Linked DNA regions of Oryza sativa: region 1 is linked to region 2. A link is a contact called in public ChIA-PET data. All regions are on one chromosome and are shown on one strand. The core of a region is the stretch at or near the end of the contact, and the rest is flanking DNA. Distances in the headings are between cores, read along the strand shown. Region 1 holds the start of LOC4336422 (protein S40-4). Region 2 holds the start of LOC4336421 (exosome complex component RRP4 homolog).

Region 1 (3,219 bases), core at 388-2,887, 34 kb after region 2:
GTTAACAAATAAATACTAATAGATCAATTATTGATGCTCTTCGGTTTGTGGAGACTCGCAGCCTCATATGTCACCTAATCTGTTTTAGCATCAACTTTAATTCTGATATGGGACCCTACAAAAGTCCGAACGTAGTGAATGAGTATATGTATTTCCAGGATTTTCCTTATATAATCACTGATATGATACATATCAGTATCTGCTAACTGTTCAGTAGGGTCGGCTTGCCGCTGCATCATTGGCAATGATGTTGCTAGCTAGTGTTGCACTATACTTAGGTGTCCCGCTCATCCAAAAGAACAATTCATCATTTTAGCTATTGCAGGAGAGGCAGTCGTTCATTTTCCATTTACACTCCTGTTGAATGACATCAATATATATACTATATGCATACAAAATTACTGGAAAAATGTGTGGTGTGACGGTATGAAAGATATTTTTTCTTTTCTCGAATTCTATAAATAAAATACTACTACTATAAGAATAAGTACCAGAGACTGGCAGTATGCATGCATGTCAACACAAGATTCTTTCTGAATTTCTTCGCTCTCTGCAATTTCGCACAAAACGGCATGTACAATTCTGCATACTACATACTACAGTGGTATAATACATACACTGTGCAGTAATGTGGAATTTCCCATACTCGAAGGGTAGAAAAAAAATACAGGATCGATCAGCTGATCAACCAACTCCAACCATCTCCAGGTGCCCTCAAAATTGTCACACCTTGATTGAACAAACCACCCACTCTTCCTGTCCTCTCTTGCATCTAGCCTTCTAGGACTAGGAATACTACCCAATTTCTTATCTTGTCCATGGCGAAAGAAAAAGAAATAAGAACAAAAGAGAATAAAGTAATTAGTACTACTAAGTACTCATTTTAAACCTACTGCACGTCTGCGCGGCGAGGCCAACCACCGGGAGTGATCAGCTAGCTCGCCGGTCAGTCCTCGAAGCCGGTCTTCTTCCAGACCGCGTCCCGGACCCGGCTGAGGTCGCGCCCCTTGAGCGTCCTCCCGATCCCCTCGTGCACCGACAGCGACGCCGCGCGGCCGCGCCACGCCAGCTCGTGCGGCGGTATCACCACGCCGCCGACGCCGGCCACCTTGCCGTACTCGTAGTCGTCGTCGCCGTCGCCCTGGAGCTCCCACTCCGCAGCAGCGGCCTGGTGATCCCTGTACTCGACCCCAAGAATCTTCTGCCAGTCCGGTATGTTCACCGGCAGCGAGCCGGCGGCCCGATCCAGCGGGGCCTTCCGGCCGGCGCGGGCGGACGGGATCGCGCGGCCCCGGGCGCCTAGCTCGGCGGGGCTGGACTCCACGCCGGCCGCGCCGTACGAGCCCCACACGTCCGACTCGTCGAACTCGTCCGCCCCGGGGCTTCCGGGGCACCTCGCCGCTGCGCCCCTGGACGGCGCGAACATCCGGTAGGCGTGCTTCGCTGCCGCCGACCTCGCGCTCCCAGCCATACGCCGCCGCCGCCGCCCGATCGATCGGTCTACGCTGCAGGGTAATATATAGGAGTAATTTGCTCCGCTTTACCGTGACGCCGCTCGCAACCACCGATCTTTACAGGAGGGGAGAGCGCGAGAATGTCGTGAGGAGAGTAATGGGTTTGGAGTTTGTGTGTGGCCTTGGACGTTTGGTTGTCCACGTTGGATTTTATAGGAGCGAGAGGTGAAGAACGGGAATACTGCGCCTCCGCGAGGTGAAGACTGAAGAGTGACGAGAGATAGCAGAAGCGGATAAGACTGTTTTTTGGAATGACGCTTCTGCCCTCCGGTGGTTCACGCTGCCACGGCTTCGTAGGCTTACAGCTATGCACCGGGGCACACCGTGGGCGCTTGTGTGGCCATGGGACACGTCGGTCTTGTACACGCTTGAACCGTGGCGAGTAAACATATTTTCCACCGGTGACGTGCCCGCGTCGAGACAAAATCGTACTACGACTACGAGTACGACCAGCTTCACGCTGGAAATGGACCATTTCACAGGGAGTAATAATTGGCCAAGGGCATTGGCGAGATTTCGCCAAGAGGAAAGGACCCAGGGACGCCGTCCTGAAATTTTCACAACTTGACCCTTTGCAAAAACCATTTTTACAAATGAACCACCGCCAAAACTTATTTCAAAATTGACTTTTCGTTGTCAGCGCCAAATCACCTGGCGCTGAATTTAGACACCTCAGCGCCATGTCAACTGGCGCTGAATGCCGTACCACCGTGGATGGGAGACTAAGTCAGCGTACCAACGTATATTTAGTGCCACGCTATTTGGCGCTGAGGTGTCTAAGTTCAGCGCCACACGATTTGGCGCTGAACAAAAGGGTTGTTTTTAAAATAAGTTTTAGCTGCGGTTTATTTGTAAAAATAGTTTTTGCAAAGGTCAAATTGTGAAAATTTTTGGACGCCGTCGCTGCACACACGATGGCAAACATGGCCCCCTCGGCTGGGTCGACGGGTCCGCGAAGGCGACACGTGGTCTCGCGCTTGGCTGTCTCCCCACGTTCGCTGCCGGTGGCCCCGTGCCCCCTCGTGGGCGCGTGAATTGCAGCTTACTGGCGAAGGGGCCCAACCGTGGGCCCGGCTGTTGGCTGGTAGAGGAGACTGGGCCGGTGGCCGGTTGAAACTTGAACGCAATGCAAATAGTGCAGTTCGAGTACTGCGGTAGTGTCCGGGTCAGGTACGGCACAGATTGATATACTACCGGACTACCGGACCGTAGTGCAGTTAACACCGGTCACAGCTTGACCGGGATGATCAGAAAATATTAGAGCCACAGGCAAAAGGTCGTTGGAACAAATCAATCTTATCCAACTGAGCTGTATAACTTCTCTTCAAGGCATGAATGCATAAGGGATGGGATCACAATGGTGTGTTGTTAATCGTCTTGCGTATCACCTAGAAACAACACTATCGTCTAACGAGTTGTTTCTACATTATTACAGCATATAAAAAGAGCCACCCTACAAACTGTGAGCGAAGAGATAATAGATACCACCTCCGTTTCAAACTATAACAGTACTTATTTTGTTTCGTCATGATAATGTTTTGAACAACAATTATTTTATTAAAATGTGATTTTTGACACAAATTAATTTTTATTATATTTATATTCAAAAGTAATTACTTTTGCCACAAAATTATATTCTAATGAAATAATGATTGATCAGAGTCTTGTCCCGATGAAACAAAATATACCTTATATTTTGAGATAG
Region 2 (2,990 bases), core at 311-2,810:
TTATCTTTTTTAATAGATTTGCATAACATGGATGTTGAACTGACATAATAATAAAGATAGCAGTAGCTGATTTTGTGAAGATGTGACTATAATATTAAACCAGATTTACCAAAACTACCTTACTCCAATTTATGCATATATTATCAGGACTGTCAAAATACTAAGAAATTCTAGCAACTTTTAACTAAATAATCATATCCAGCAAAATGAAGTTTTTATCCCTAAAATGATATTCATGGACCAAAATCAGTAAGAAGAATGTCCAAAGGGTGCCATAAAGCATAATTGTCAGTACCTCAATAACACGGCCAACTATGATATCACCAACCTCCGGCTTATACCTAAAAAGGTCAGAGAGAAAATGGACTAAGAATTGACACGCTCATTCAGATGAAGCTCCCCTCGCTTCCTCTCCACCAACAGAAATCACACGAGCAATTCTTACATTCAGATTGTCCAGACATTCAAAACCAGAAACCAAATAGTTTTAAATAAAAGTAGCTAGGACATTGTATTTTGGTAGCAGAACTCATTACGAACTTGTAAAGTAATTCAAAGTATGTCTCTTCCATGGTAGCAAACTTTTAATGAATTCATAAAGAAGTTGTAATGGTCTGTACCAATCATTTCCACAGCCAAAATATATCAAATCTATGGTTTGATTTGGTGCAAATTACAGGCTCAGAACAAATCCAGCTGCAGCACAGTATATCACAAGTTGTTACCACTGCCTGAGTGCTTCGAAATTGAATCCATAATCCCCATTCTACATATACTCCATCAGTCCATCAACATCCACCCCACAAAATCTACTACTGGACTCGGTACAATAACATAAACCCCGCTCTCATCTCGGAAGCTAGTCCTATAACAAAACGCCCAGGGAAAATACCATTGTTCTGCCAGAGTTATCCAATAAAGGAGCACGCAAATGAACCGCTTTTCAAGGTTCATAAGAAACGGGTAAAACCGCTGGAAAATTGATTCTATGATACGTCAGTGAATCCGAGGAAGGTTAGAGCTTGAGTACCTCGCCCTAAGCGTCCGCACGTACACCAGCTTGTTGACCCGCTCCACCACGCCGCACAGCGTCGCCACCACCTCCCCGTCCTGATCCGACGTCCCATGCCCCCTGCGCGCAGAGAGAGAGAGGAAAACGAGAAACCCCCCATCAGTCCAGCCGTACTGCCGCCACACACGAAAGCTAATACGAGATTGGGAGGGGGGGGGGGGAGAGACAAGGGGGGAAGTGCCTAGCTCTCACTTGAGAATGTTGTCCTCGTCGTTGACGGGGATGGTGTCCGCGACGGTGACGGCGGCGGCGGGGGCGACGGTCTGGAGCTCGTGGAGCGCGGCCTCGAGGCGCACCCTCTGGGTCTGGTTCAGCGAGAGCTGGAGGTCCCTCATGGCGGGCGGCCTCGCGAGCACGCAGGTAGGCGCGGAGGAAGCGGGAGGAGTAGGGTAGAGTAGAGGGTGGCGCGGCGGAAGGGAAGCGGATCGGCAAAAACCCTAGTAAAACCTGCCCAAATCCGGCGCGGGTTCGGCCGGTCTCGAGGAACACGGAGGCGCAGCGCAGCCGCCGCCACGGCAATGCAAGCCTACAGCCTACAATGGGCCGGAAGCCCAGAAAAGGATCGCGATGCTCGCGATGTTGGTTGACATGGGCTTTTTGGGCCGATGTTTAACAGTGCTTGACATCATGGGCCTTTTCACTCACTGGATGTGTTTTATGAACGAACTCGGAACTTCTATTCAGATTCAGAAAAGAGAAATCACATTAACAGACACTTAAATATACAAATTAACCAAATTATTATTATCATATCTTACACACGTTGTTAGTAACCATTTCTTAACACGGTATGCATGTTTTACTTTGGAATATGGGATGCGCAAGATATTTTCGTTCTGTTTTTATTCTTTTTCTTTTTAGCTGCAGATATAGCTAAGAGAATTTGTATGCTCTGCTTGGGCTGTGTTTTTCAACTCTTATCAAGTTGTTTCCGTTTCATATGGAAATGAAATGGACGTCTCTTTTCTCCGAGAGTAACAGGCGAAGCATTCCCGTCCATAAGTTCATCCGAAAATTCCTTAGGAAGAGCTTATTTGTGGACGAGCATGGTTTGTGTCTTGTAGCTGGGAAGGTGACCTTTTCCAAAACAGTATACGTACCTCATCCTGTCCATGTCCTGAAGTTAAGACCTTGTTTAGATAGGAATTAAAACTTTTAGTGCCTATCACATCGGATGTTTGGATGCTAATTATAAATATTAAACGTAGACTATTAATAAAATCCATTCTATAACTCTAGACTAATTTACGACACGAATCTATTAAGCCTAATTAATCTATGATTAGCATATGTGATGCTACAGTAAACATGTGCTAATTATGAATTAATTAGTCTTAAAAAATTTGTCACGCGAATTAGTTCTCATTTATGTAATTAGCTTTATAAGTAGTATATGTTTAATACTCCAAATTGATCCGATATGATAGGGACTAAAGTTGTCCCTGATCCAAATACCACTTAACCTGCTTTAACTCTAGTGAACTGTGGCCGCTTCTGCTAGATCCCCTGTATACATCGCATCACTTCGCGACCTCTGAATGTGATACTCAATAATTCGTCCACAGGGATCAGTAGTAGTGATTGGATGGATCCCCTGTGCCGTGTTCGTCGTGGCTCTCAGCTCTTGAATGAATCAGACAAAAGATGTGGTGAAATATTGTACTGGTACATCATTAGAAGGCTCACCGTTCCAATCAGTGGGTAGAACTGTGTGCACGGTTGCATCAATCTTCTTTTCGTGCCAACCCGGGACCTGGACAGCATGAGTGACCCCGTTTGTCCATAAACGCAAGGCCCCAGCACCGAGAGACGAAGACACCTGTTTACCTCCAAAACAACAGGATTCAAAGCTGGCTTTGTTCTGAAGGACAGTGTTGCTGTCGGTTGCGAGCTGGGACCAATATTAGTCGACCTGTTG

What was found. ChIA-PET counts read pairs in DNA pulled down with a chosen protein or histone mark.
Region 1: a contact with region 2 is called in an H3K9ac ChIA-PET map of seedling, with 4 times the contacts expected there. The contact joins the promoter of LOC4336422 here to the promoter of LOC4336421 in region 2. A contact is called at or near these places in 3 of 4 datasets of contacts at active chromatin or transcription factors (leaf and seedling).

What each region holds. Positions count from the first base shown.
Region 1 is chr4:26,576,809-26,580,027 of ASM3414082v1, forward strand. LOC4336422 (protein S40-4) reads right to left here and starts at 1,638. Exons shown (of 1, transcript XM_015778669.3): 1 at 517-1,638. The coding sequence starts at 1,471. The coding sequence ends at 947.
Region 2 is chr4:26,542,484-26,545,473 of ASM3414082v1, forward strand. LOC4336421 (exosome complex component RRP4 homolog) reads right to left here and starts at 1,561. Exons shown (of 7, transcript XM_015778195.3): 1 at 1,265-1,561; 2 at 1,031-1,132; 3 at 296-341. The coding sequence starts at 1,407.